Linked DNA regions of Ovis canadensis: region 2 is linked to region 1. A link is a contact called in public Hi-C data. All regions are on one chromosome and are shown on one strand. The core of a region is the stretch at or near the end of the contact, and the rest is flanking DNA. Distances in the headings are between cores, read along the strand shown.

The links. A called contact is a pair of places that touch in the nucleus more often than the background predicts.
Region 2: a contact with region 1 is called in a Hi-C map of fibroblasts, with 4 times the contacts expected there. The contact joins the promoter of TRIO here to the enhancer-like site in region 1. A contact is called at or near these places in 2 of 2 Hi-C or Micro-C datasets (fibroblasts and lung).

What each region holds. Positions count from the first base shown.
Region 1 is chr16:72,187,777-72,193,845 of ARS-UI_OviCan_v2, reverse strand. The region is part of intron 1 of TRIO (trio Rho guanine nucleotide exchange factor); the gene reads left to right. Among named protein-coding and RNA genes, the nearest start is that of TRIO, 120 kb to the left of the region's middle. Within about 2 kb of position 3,460, the one cell type or tissue checked has open chromatin away from gene starts, as enhancers often do. A contact at or near this core is called in fibroblasts, where this site is marked.
Region 2 is chr16:72,306,480-72,312,548 of ARS-UI_OviCan_v2, reverse strand. It overlaps TRIO (trio Rho guanine nucleotide exchange factor), which reads left to right and starts at 2,836. Exons shown (of 57, transcript XM_069556151.1): 1 at 2,836-3,428. The coding sequence starts at 3,257.

The sequences.
Region 1 (6,069 bases), core at 2,211-4,710:
GGAATGTTTAGGACTCTGAGCCCAGGAGAAGATAACTGAGAAAACTGCTCTAAGGAGGTAGGGTGGGAAGTCAGGCTCTATGCAGGTTTGCAACAAAGGGCGCAGGCAGTCTGAACATCAAAGGTCAGGCATCAAGTCAAGGAATTTATAGCATTCTGTGTATGAGAAGATGCAAGCCTGTGGACTCCCTGAATTCACTCCTTTCATATGCACCTCAGCTCTCGGGGCAGTCCTGTTTCCTTGCTCATCTTGCTGCCTGCATTCTCCCAGCTCCTCAGCAGTCGCCGTGGGGGCTGGCAGCATCTGCTGGATCGCAGTTTGGGGAGCCCTTGTTCACATTTGGAGGCCAGAAATTGCTGATGGCGGTGACAGGTCTTGTTTATTAATACGGCAGGAGATATTTTGATTTCACAGTAGCCACTGGCGAATTTTAGGGGAGTGGATTTGGGAGATGTGCATTCAGGGGGAGGGTGCCAGAATGAATCCCAGGGAGTCATGAGTGTCCATTAGGAGGTTGTTGGAGGCACACACGTAAGGGTCATGCTGGCCGGTGGACACAATACTCCCGAGTGTGCAGGAGGGCAAGAGAGGATGAGGGTAGGGCGAGCCCAGGTTCCTGGTTAAGTCGTGCGGTGGGTGGTTTGTGGGGCCTGGTACTGCGCTGGGACCCACACCATGGGGAGCAGGTCTGGGAAGATGCGCGTGAGTTCGGGGTTAGATATTTGGAGAAGACTGTACCCCAGGCACCTGCCCACTGGTTCACAACCCCTCTTTGTTCCAGCCAAGACCGACCACAACCATCTCTCCCCATAAATCCTACATCTTAGACGACATCTCATTCTGATTTCCTCTGGCCGCGTTTTTCCATACTTGTGTGTCTCTCACTTGACAGACTTGCTACTCATGTTGCTTTGCCAAACACAGCGAGTTCAACAAAAGGACCCTAGATTACACTGGATGTTCAAGTCACCCCAGATCAGAGCAAATCAGTACATACCAAGAGGAGTTTCAATACCACCCATTTATACCAGTTCTCTGTAATCAAGAGCCTTTTTGTAGGTAATAATCAAAAAGATATGGGAAAGAGTAGAGTTACAGCTTTATTTTCCAAAGCCTTTTTCAGAATTTGATTGTGATGTGCATTAAAACAAATATACCCGTGTATTAGATTTTTTTCTTGTTTGGTAGAGGGTTAGGGTACTACCCCTTATGGACTGTTTGCTGTCACGATGAAAGAAGCTGCGTTTAGCAGTCAGCCTTGCTCTGTTTGCTCCAGTTGGACTGTTGTGTGACTGTTACTCGTTGGCTGCAAATTAACTTTTTAAACAGTTTTCCTGAGAGGCTGCTCCTTATGTAAAGCAAATCTTACTCGATGTCCATCAGCACACAGAGCTATGTGTCTGCAAGTGTATGTGTGTGTGTAAATGTAAATGTAGTTTAGCATGAGTGATAGGTCCCAAGATGCAGCCTGGGCGAGCTTCCCCCAGAGGCCTCTAGGGCAGTACCAGCATAAACACAGCCAGACGGGTTCTTTCTCTTGGCATCAGACAGACACGAGGATAAGGTTTCTCTGTGCTTGGCCCCGAGCTGGCCCCTGGGGAGGCAAAGATAAATGGCACATCTGGGCACATGGTTCTTTGTTGATTTATGAGATTGTAGAATTACCCCCCCCCCCCCACTCCCTTTTTTTTTTGCTATTCCTCTTCCTATTTTGACTGTTGGAATATTTCCTTTCACTGGCCTATTATTGATGCTTTTAAATTAACCTCTAACAGTTACCATATAATTAAATCATCAAATGTTAAAAATTCTACAGATGTTTTCATTATAGTAAAGTATGTGTAATAGTCAAAATATTCTTGTTATGGTTTCTTTTTGTGTGCGTGATAATTTTTCTTTGTTTTTCTATATTTTGTGCTCAAGACATTAAAAGTCAGAGCTCTTTTAAGTTGAAACATTCTTAACGGCCTCGAATCAATCAAACCTCTCTCGCAGTATGATGTTACAGGCTATTGCTTCTAAAATTATGTGAAGGAATAAATCAGTGAGCCTGACAGTTATTATAACCATAAAGGTTATAAGTAAAAATTATAATGCTGCAGTATGAAACCCCATCCATATTCCTGCGTGGTGGCCTGTGAGCATGTCCCTATTCTTGGTATAAATACTTCACTTTATATGCAGTCTGTTGCTGCTGTTGTTCAGTTGCTAAGTCGTGTCCGACCCTCGTAATGATCTTGTGTGTGTGGACTGCACTTACAGATATATGGGAAAATAATATAAGCCTTGCATTGTTTTGATTTTTTATATATTAGTAAAGAAGACAGGTAAAAACATTTGATTTACAACCTTGTCTCTTCCCCCCCCCCCCCCCCCCCCGCCCCGCCCTCATCTTCAGAGAGGATGCAGGCTTAGAGAAAATGCTTCCTTCCTACGCAACACTGATCTCAGTGCTTGCCGGGCTAAAATCCCTGATAGCGCAAACCGCGTGCCCCGCGCGGCACCGCTCCCCGTGATCCGTGACTAATCCTGCAGGCACTGCGGAGAAAGGTCCGGACTCGGAACTGCGGACGGCCTGCCTGGAAAGGGTGACGTCACCTCTGTCTGCGCGTGCGCGCGGCCGCTGATGCAGAGACGTTATCACCCGGCTCTTTGTGCTCTGGGGTGCATGCGCGCGGCTCTCCCCTAAATAAAGTGATGAGTAACATTCGGTAATCACCACCAAGACTCCGTACTAATAGGAACCCTCCAGCTTACTGCTGCACGTTGCTTTTCTTTGTTCTTTCAAGATGCTGCTTTACTTATTAACTTTTTTTTTTTTTTGCCGCTACAAGCTGTGTTTTTATAAGGATGGGGATCTTTGCAGTCCTCCCCCACTTTCAGGTTTCCCGCTTAGTAAATACTAAAGTAGAACAGCTGACAGGCAAATGCGACCTCTGAAAACGGATGAGCAGGGCAGTTTGCCTTGTCATTTAGGGACAAATCCCAGTGAAGGTGAACTGGGCTGTTCAGAACAAGGTGCCAGTTCATTGGTTACAGCTCAAATGGGGAAGAAATGACGGTATTTTTTTTCCTAACACTGTTTTTACTTTAAAAAAAAATTGACTCATGTAGTTGGAGGATTAGGTATAATTTCAAATGACTAGTATATGTCAGTAGTCCCAGAAGAAATATGGAGGGAAAATACTAACCTGTGTTTTGGTTTAGACTTTTAAAAATTTGATTCATTTTTAAAACTCATTTGATTTGCTTCATCTTAATTCTTTTTAAAACAGCTACATAAATTTTGTTGGGATGATGTGCGGCATAAAAGCTTTTTGCTCATTGTAAAAATATTTCTGTGGTGCTTTCTTTTTAAATTGAAAAAACAACAACACGCTGAGGGGTGGGGGCAGTGGGTAGCTCTTCCTTTTCTGTTTGTTGTTTTTAAAAAAAATCTGATACCAAGGAAGTGACCAAGCCTGTGAGCATTCTGGTCAGCAGTGACTCGCTTCAGAAGGTATTTGTTCACAGTAACAATGCAGTACCTCCTTGTAGAGTGGAGGGGTAAAAAATAAGTTGATTCAGACCACTGGTACAACTAAAAGGTTTTCCATTGCTGAATAACTTGTGGAATGTTTACTCTTAGGACCCAGAGGTTAATTTTCCTTGTTAGAAGTGTAAGTCATACTATAGGCCATCTGAACAATACTGAGCTTAATAGTTTACAAACCTGGAACGGAAAGTGGTAAGGAACACTGGGGTGCCTCTGTGGGGGTTTCAGGGGCAAGAAGCTGGAGAAGTATTGTTGTTCTGTTAGTTCATTGTCTGCTCATTCGTTCGTGCAGTCAGCCCATGTTCATTGACCATCCTGTGCCTGACATCTGGGAAACAGCAGTGAAAGAAACAGACGGGTCCTCTGGCTTGCAGGTGGATTTAGAGGAAGAGGGGAAAAGCAGTCCTCCTGATGGGCAACATAATGCGAGTCACTTTAGGGAATGTGGATAATTTGGGAGCGGGGGTTGAGGGGGGATTGAAATAGATCACAAATCAACAGACTACTGAGCCAAATAGCAATCTGAAAGGTGATAGCAGAATCAATTTTGGCAAGTCACATCATGCTGAACCTGGAGGGCGGGGTTTGAGATATTTTTAAATGAAAATGTTAAAATTTCTGAATATTCAAATATGATTGCTTGAGGGAAAAGGTGTTATTTGTGTTGACTGAAACCAAATGAACGAGGAAAGAAGGTCATCAACCGCTAACGGCACATTTATGTTCACGATGAAATCAGATTTGTAGGCGCCCCCCCACCCCCAATAGCATTCAAGAAACATCAAGATCGAGAGTAATACGTTTATCATATGAACATTATCATAGAACGTTTATCATATGAATGTTCTGGTCAAATTTCTCTCACATTTGGTTTAAGAGAACAGTTGTTGCCTGCCTTTTAGGCCTCCCCTGGGACATCCCCTTTGCACCAAGAAGGAGCTTGGTGAGCTTTGGCTGACTGCATCTTCACTGTGCCCTGAAGCTAGCATTTCATTAAAATTCACATGGGCTTCTCTGTCTCAGCAAAATGTACTTTAAATTGTAACAAGTGTCCAGTCTCTCTCCACACACTTCAGTATCAGTTCAGTTCAGTCGCTCAGTCGTGTCGGACGCTTTGCGACCCCATGAATCGCAGCACGCCAGGCCTCCCTGTCCATCACCAACTCCCAGAGTTTACCCAAATTCATGTGCATCAAGTCAGTGATGCCATCCAGCCTTCCCATCCTCTTTCGTCCCCTCTTCTCCTGCCCCCAATCCCGCCCAGCATCAGGGTCTTTTCCAATGAGTCAACTCTTCGCATGAGGTGAGCAAAAGTTTTGGATTTTCAGCCTCAGCATCAGTCCTTCCAGTGAACACCCAGGACTGGTCTCCTTTAGGATGGACTGGTTGGATCTGCTTGCAGTCCAAGGGACTCGCAAGAGTCTTCTCTAGCACCGCCTGTGTAATTGGAAAAGTATGTAATTTACGAAATGGTCCAACAACTACCTGTCCTCTGACTTTGGCCATTTACCTCTGTTTATTATCCCCATTCATGTTGCTTTTCTCTCTCTCTCTCTCTCTCTCTCTCTCTCTCTCTCTCTCTCTCTCTCTTCCTTTTTTTTTTTTTTGCCCTTTCTTTCCTTAGTTTAGTCTCTCAGTCGTGTCCGACTCTTTGTGACCCCATGGACTGCAGCATTCCAGTCCATCATCAACTCCCAGAGCTTATTCAAACTCATGTCCATCGAATTGGTGATGCCATCCAACCACCTCATCCTCTGTCATCCCCTTCTCCTCCCACCTTCAATCTTTCCCAGCATCAGGGTCTTTTCCAATGAGTCAGCTCTTCGCCTGAGGTGGCCAGAGGATTGGAATTTCAGCTTCATTATCAGTCCTTCCAGTGAATATTCAGGACTGATATCCTGAAATTCTCTCTGTGAAGTTTGGTGGCCCTTGGAAGTAAAGTGCTGAGTTACGTGGTCTGTGGCACTGGTATGGTCTGGGGTCTCGCAGTTGTCACTCTAAGATGGCATTCACCTGTCCTTTCCCCAGAACGCTGAGAGTGTGGAAGGACAGACGTGTGCTTCCAGCATGGTTGCTGGGTGTATCCTTTGTCCCACAAGCTTAAGAGCCACAGCTTGGTCCTTTTATGCATCAGGAAGCCAGGCAGTAGGAGTTATCCTATCTGTAGTGTAGTCTGGAATCACTGGAATAACCCAGAAGGCATTTATTTGTAAGTTTTTTGTAGTCATGCGCTCCATTTTCATAAATAGCTCTTCAGGGCCTGGAACTGAATCTGCCTTTTGATCTGAGGATGCTTCATGGCTGAGTTCTTCCTGCTTTTCATTGAAAGTTACATGATATATTTAATCTGGCTTCAGTGTGTGTACAGGCTGCCTCCGTCTTTTGCCTGTTTTTAAAAATGGAAACCGGGTTAAACATAATGCTTAGGTGACCGCCTAATAATAGCCACAAACTCGGTGTCTTTGTGTGGTTAGTTTTATGGTTCTCTTTTTTGTTTTGTTTCGTTTTTCTCTTTTCTGTTTTAGATGTTTTCA
Region 2 (6,069 bases), core at 1,587-4,086, 120 kb before region 1:
ACTCCCGGAGTTTACTCAAACTCATGTCCATCGAGTTGGTGATGCCATCCAAACATCTTATCCTCTGTCATCCCCTTCTCCTCCCACCTTCAGTCTTTCCCAGCATCAGGGTCTTTTCCAATGAGTCAGTTCTTCGCATCAAGTGGTCAAAGTATTGGAGTTTCAGCTTCAACATCAGTCCTTCCAATGAACATTCAGAACTGATTTCCTTTAGGATTGACTGGTTTGATCTCCTTGTTCTCAAGAATCTTTTCCAGAACCACAATTTAAAAGCATCAATTCTTCGGCGCTCAGCTTTCTTTATAGTCCAACTCTTACATCCATACATAACTACTGGAAAAACCATAGCTTTGACTAGATGGACCTTTTTTAGCAAAGTAATGTTTCTGTTTTTTAATATGCTGTCTAGGTTGAAGACCAAGGGCCAGGTGCAATCTCCCCATCCCCACCTCACCAATGCCTCTGGGAGTCTGGCTTCAACCTTAGGGAGAAGGCAGGAAGGGGAATGTACTCAGCTGGCAAAGAAAGCTCCTGGAGATTATTTTCTCCAAACTAGGATTAAGCCATGAAGAGAAATGGGAGCTGGAGACAGAAATTACCCAACTGAAAAATAAGAAAAAGAAACATCAGCACACCTGAGCTGATAGCCTGTGAAATTTGGACCAACTGAATTGTTTTCTTTTTGATATTCTACACATAATTAAAAATTTTTTAAAAATAAGCTATTTTAGAATAGATTTAGATTCTAAAATAATAAGACAAGTTGTGAAAATAGTACAGAGTTCCCTTATAGCTCAATCCAATTTTCCCATATTACTCACAATAAATGAATCAGTACTGGTACATTATTATTAACTAAAGTCCATATGTTATTCATATTTTCTTAGTTTTTACCTAATGTGCTTTCTTGGTTCCAGGATCCTTAAGGGTACTACATTATATTTAGTTATTGTTTCCTTGGGCTCGTCTTGTCTGTGACAATTTTCAGACTTTCCTTACTTCTGTTGACCTTAACAGTTTGGGGAAGTATTGGTCAGGTCATTTGTAGAACGCCCTTAACTGGGATTTGTCTGTTATTTTTCTCATGGTTAGACTGTGTTTCTGGGAGGAATACAATAGGGCTAAAGTGGCATTTTCATTACATCATATCAAGGGTACATACTATCCACATGATTTATCTCTGCTGGTGATCTTGTGAAGTAATGTTTGTCAGTTTTCTTCATTATAAAGTTACTCTTCTGGAAGTTGAATGTGCAGACCACAGTTAAGGACTATTCCATCTCACTGAGGGCAGAGTATCTAAGTATTTATTTTGAATTCTTCTTCGAGGAACATTTGTCTCTTCTCTCTTAATTATTTACTCATTCAATCATTGCATTATATCGGTATGCACTCATGGATATTTATTTTATACTTTGGGTATAATAGAACATTGCTTTATTTTGCTGTTCAAATTGTTACAGCTTTGATCACTGGGAGCTCTTTCAATGGGCTTCTGTGTCCCTTCGAGAGACCTTCATCATTGTTCTGGATGTTGATTAAATAAACATTTTTTCGTAGCACTTCCTTATCATCTGGCACAACAAGATGCTCTAGGTTCTCTTGTATATTTCCTGTTCTAGTCCCAGAGTCAGCCAATTCACCTGAGGAACCCGGGTTCCTTTTACTGAAGAACGGTGTTAATAAAGATCTGAGTGCCTGATGTGCGACTTGCTACAAGTGTTATGCCAAATTCACTCAGTTGACAGAGCAAGGAAATGTACATACATGTTAGAGCCTGTGTATATATACACACATATCTGCAAATCTTTTCTTACCCACCTGCATCTATATTAATCTAAACAAGGGTTCATACTGACGTCTCCAACTCTAATTCCGTACCACACAGATCATTCTAGACTTCCTCACAATGAAAAACTTGGTATTCATCATTCACTATTCATTTCCTTAATTGTTCATTTCCAGTGTTCATGTATATTGGTTTCATCAGTATTCCACCAGTTTTTTTTTTAATCAATCTTATCTATCTCTTCTTGCTTCCGGCGCACTAGACACCTTTTGCTCCCTTCGGTTGTAGCCACGTACATAGGTGTTTGTACTCGAATATTTTGTCAAATGAGGGCGTGACACGGATCTTCCTTAAAGCTGGATGTCACCTACCCCTCACTTCCTTTGGTCTCCTTAGCCATCATCACCTTCCCCCTTCTCTACATTCTGGTGGAGCAGGGGCGGAGGAGCTGTGAGTCCCGAAGGAGACTGTGGCAGACGAGGAGACAGACGGCCCCCAGTTCAGAGGCCTGCTCCATTATTCCCTCTGAGGCTGGAGTACAACACACGACCCGTTTTCATGATCTCTTTCCATTCAACAACGATTGTGGAGCCCAGACTACGCGCACACCGGGCCCTGAGCAGGAGTCAGCCCGCCCCGCGGTGAGATCAGTCATCAACAGCTCCAGCGATCGGAGGGCGGTGCGGCGCTGCAGGAGCGAGCGTCCAACGGGGGGCGCCATGCCGCGCCTGGAAAGGTGCGCGCCCTCGCTGCCTCAGAGCGTTCCCTCCTTTTCGCCGCCGCCCGCAAGACGGAACAACGCTGAAACGCTCCCGCCGCCGCCCGCCAGCCCTCCTGCGCGGCCCCGCCCCTCCCGCCAGGCCCCGCCCATCACACGCCCCGCCCACCCGCCGAGCCCACGCTCCGGCCCCAGACGATATTCACCGGAAATTCCCGAAGCCCCTCTCTCTTTTTTTTTTTTTCCCCCTTCCTCTCCTTTCCCTGCTCTCCCTTTTCCTTTCACCCGGGTTCCCTCCGCCGTGATTTTCCCCCCTCCCCTCTCCTTCCTTTCCCCATCTGAAATCAAGATGGAGGCTCGCAGCGGCCGCCGGCGTCCGTGATCGCGGAGCTCCCGCCGGCCCCCTCGGGCCCCCCCATCCCCCGCCGCCCTCGCGACTGCGTGTCCGGCGCCGCGGTGCGCGTGGCTGCCCGCGCTCCGGCCGGCGCTGCCGAGGCCGTGGCTCCGCGCTCCCGCCCCGCGGCCGGCTCGCGGCTCCCGGGCGGAGTCCTCGTCTATGTGGGCGCGCTCCTCGGGCCGAGCCGCCGCCGCCGCCCGCCGCCGCCGCCGCCGCCCCGGGGCTCTGCGTCCACGCGCCGGGCGCGGACAGCAGGGCGATCGGCGCCGCCAGGCCCGGCGCGGAGCGGGCGGCGCGCGGCGCTAGGGGCGCGGGGCCCGAGCCGGGCGCGGCCGCGGGCGCAGCCGCAGCCATGAGCGGCAGCAGCAGCAGCGGCGGCGGCGGTGCTGCCGCCGCCCCCGCCGCGTCCTCCGGCCCCGCCGCTGCGGCCAGCGCGGCGAGCTCGGGCTGCGGGGGCGGCGCCGGCGAGGGAGCCGAGGAGGCGGCCAAGGACCTGGCCGACATCGCGGCCTTCTTCCGATCCGGTGAGTGCACCCGCGCCGCTGCCCGCGCGCTCCGCCACCGGCCCCCGCCGTGGAGGCGAGGTCCGCGGTCCCCGGCGCGCCCGGTTCTTGCTCGCCCGCCCATCGGGCTTCGGAGCGCGCCCGCCCAGGCCGCTGCCCTGCGCCCCAACACCCGCGGGTCCCGTTGCCCGCGCCGCCCCGAGCGCCGCGGATCGGCCCGGGCGCCTCCGGCTCGCCCTTCCCTTCGCCCCCGCCCCTGGTTTCCCGGGTGAAATCTCCCCGTCGCCCGCCCCAGCGGCTACCGCTCCACCGGTTGGGGCGCCGGCTCTTTGTCTCCTTCGCGGGAGGGCGGATGAGGCGGCGGCGGCAGGGACGGCGAGGGCGGAGGCCCCCCTGTTCCCCGGAGGCCGAGCGGACGGGGGCGGCGGGGCCGGGCCCCGGGAAAGCGGTCTCTCATTTGGCCTGGTCTCCGTGGCCGATTTGTCTGTGGTCCCTCCTCAGCTCCATAAGCAGCCAGGTTTCTTCTCTCGTCTGTCACCTCCCCGGCCTCGATCTACACTTCTGTGAAACGGGGCTGCCGGGGCACTGGCCGCCCGGGGAGGGGAGGAGGGCGGTGATGGCTGAAATGGAGCGCGGCCGGCCGGGCGATGGGTGAGCCATTGTCTCCGGGGGTAGCCCGGGAGAGACACTCTGGGGACGTGGTGGCCCCGGGGGTGGAGATGCGGGGCCGGCACGCGCTGGGCCCTGCCCGGCAGGTAGTGCCGGGGTGGCCGTGTGTCTCTTAGGCAAAGAGGAGGGAGTTGGTCACGGGAGAGGCGAGCTTTGCGACCCGCCCGCGGGGAACCGGCGCGGGAGGCGTGACAGGGCGTCCTGGGGACCCCGGCGGCGGCGCCTCGTCCAGCCCGCTCCCTTGTGTCCCCGCGCCCAGTCCAGTTTGTTCGCGCGTCCGGGCCACCTCGCGGCCCCGCAGCGCGGTGCCCGGCGGACCAGGCGCGGGGCAGGGAGGTTGCAGACTGGGCGCTGGAAAGCCGAGGAGGGCGGGCCAGGCCGGGGCGGGCGGATGGGCGCGGGGCGCGCGCGGGGTGCTGGTGGCAGCTCCCGGGAGGACGTCGGGGGAGCGGACTGCGACGGGGCGCCCGCCGGAGGCCGGAGGCTCACGTTTCTTCGTGGCCCCTTTCAAAATCCAGTCGCCAGATCCTGTGAGATCAGATGGGTGATCTGGTGAGTTCAGATGGGTAATCCGGGTCGCAGGGAGCAATTTGCAGCGGGTGCGCGATGGTCGGAAGCAGAAGTTAGCCTTGCCGGGTAGAGCCCTGGTTTAGTAGTACTGTCTTCCCTCGTTTTCTTGATCCTTGCCAGGCGGGGTTCGTTTTGAGTCGTTTTAACAGATTGGTTGTGGCTGGGAGTGACACTCGCTGACTCTGCTGTCAGCTTGGGGTTAATACACTCCCCAGTGCTCTCTCTCCCTGTGAGGTCCCCGGAGAAAGCAAAGGTTTAGGAAAACACAAACTCCTTCAAATGAAAGCCTTTTTTTGTGTGCAACTCGCCCGATAGAGCAGCCCCATCTTACCACTTAATAGCAGACCTGGGACGTCTTCCCTTCATGCCCTGAAGCTAAGTCTAGCCTGTCTTCTCTCTCTCTCTCTCTCTCTCTCTCTCCACCACCTGTCACAGAATAATAGATTCTGTGCAGAATCCAGCGCCTTTCAAAGGCGTGTGTGCCCTGGAGAGGGAATTTTTGGTGCTTATGAGGCCAGACTTTCTTACATCTTCATTATGCACAGTAGAGAAATCACTTCTGCTCATAAGAGCCTCAGAAGACATCAAGTTGGACTGGATGCTCACAGAATACTTGCTCTCAGTTACTGTGGCTCTCCCCAGGGTTTACCTGTTGGTTGCCAGGGGCCTCATCCTGTATTTGCTCCTGTTCATGTTCACTTTGGGGTAGAACCAGTCCATGCTGGTCACGAATTTGTTCTTTTCTTCCTCACTCCAAAATTGATTGGGCATACTGCCCCTTTCCTTGTTTGACTTGGAATCAGAAACCAGAGCAGATTATAAGTAGCCAGCCATTGTGAGGTCCCATCCCAGGGGTAGCCTAGAATGTCTTTTGAATGTGCTTTTCCCTCCTTAGGGCAACGCGGAATTCTTGACCTAGATCTTGGCTTCAGCATCTGGGGCAGCGATAGCTAGCAGAGAGAGAACAGAGGAGTTGGATTGATGGGTGGGGGTGGGAAGGGGCAAACGGTTAGACAGATGAAGCAGGGGGACCCTGGGTGGGGACCTCACCTGATGGAATGGCAGAGGCGGGGGTTTGGAGGGGGATGGCCCTGCTAGGCAGTTTTCATTGAATGTGGATGGTTGAACAGAGAGGTCAAGTCCATTAGTAAAACCAGACCTTCTTTCCTAAGATGTAGAAACCCAGAAAATAGGTTCTTACTAACTGGGGTGGACAGATCAGGGTGTGATTGGTTTTCCGCAGTATTGTCAGCCTGGTGCTTAAGATTGCCAACCTCACTTAGACAAGGCACTTCTGCTGGTTGCCTTTCATTTCTTGGCCCTGGAACTGTTGGTTTGGCCACTTTATTTTCTTGCCTCCTTTTTGTTCCTTGTCCATACTGTAAAATTTACTTTTATCCTTGTAGTTGCTGAGTGAAAACTG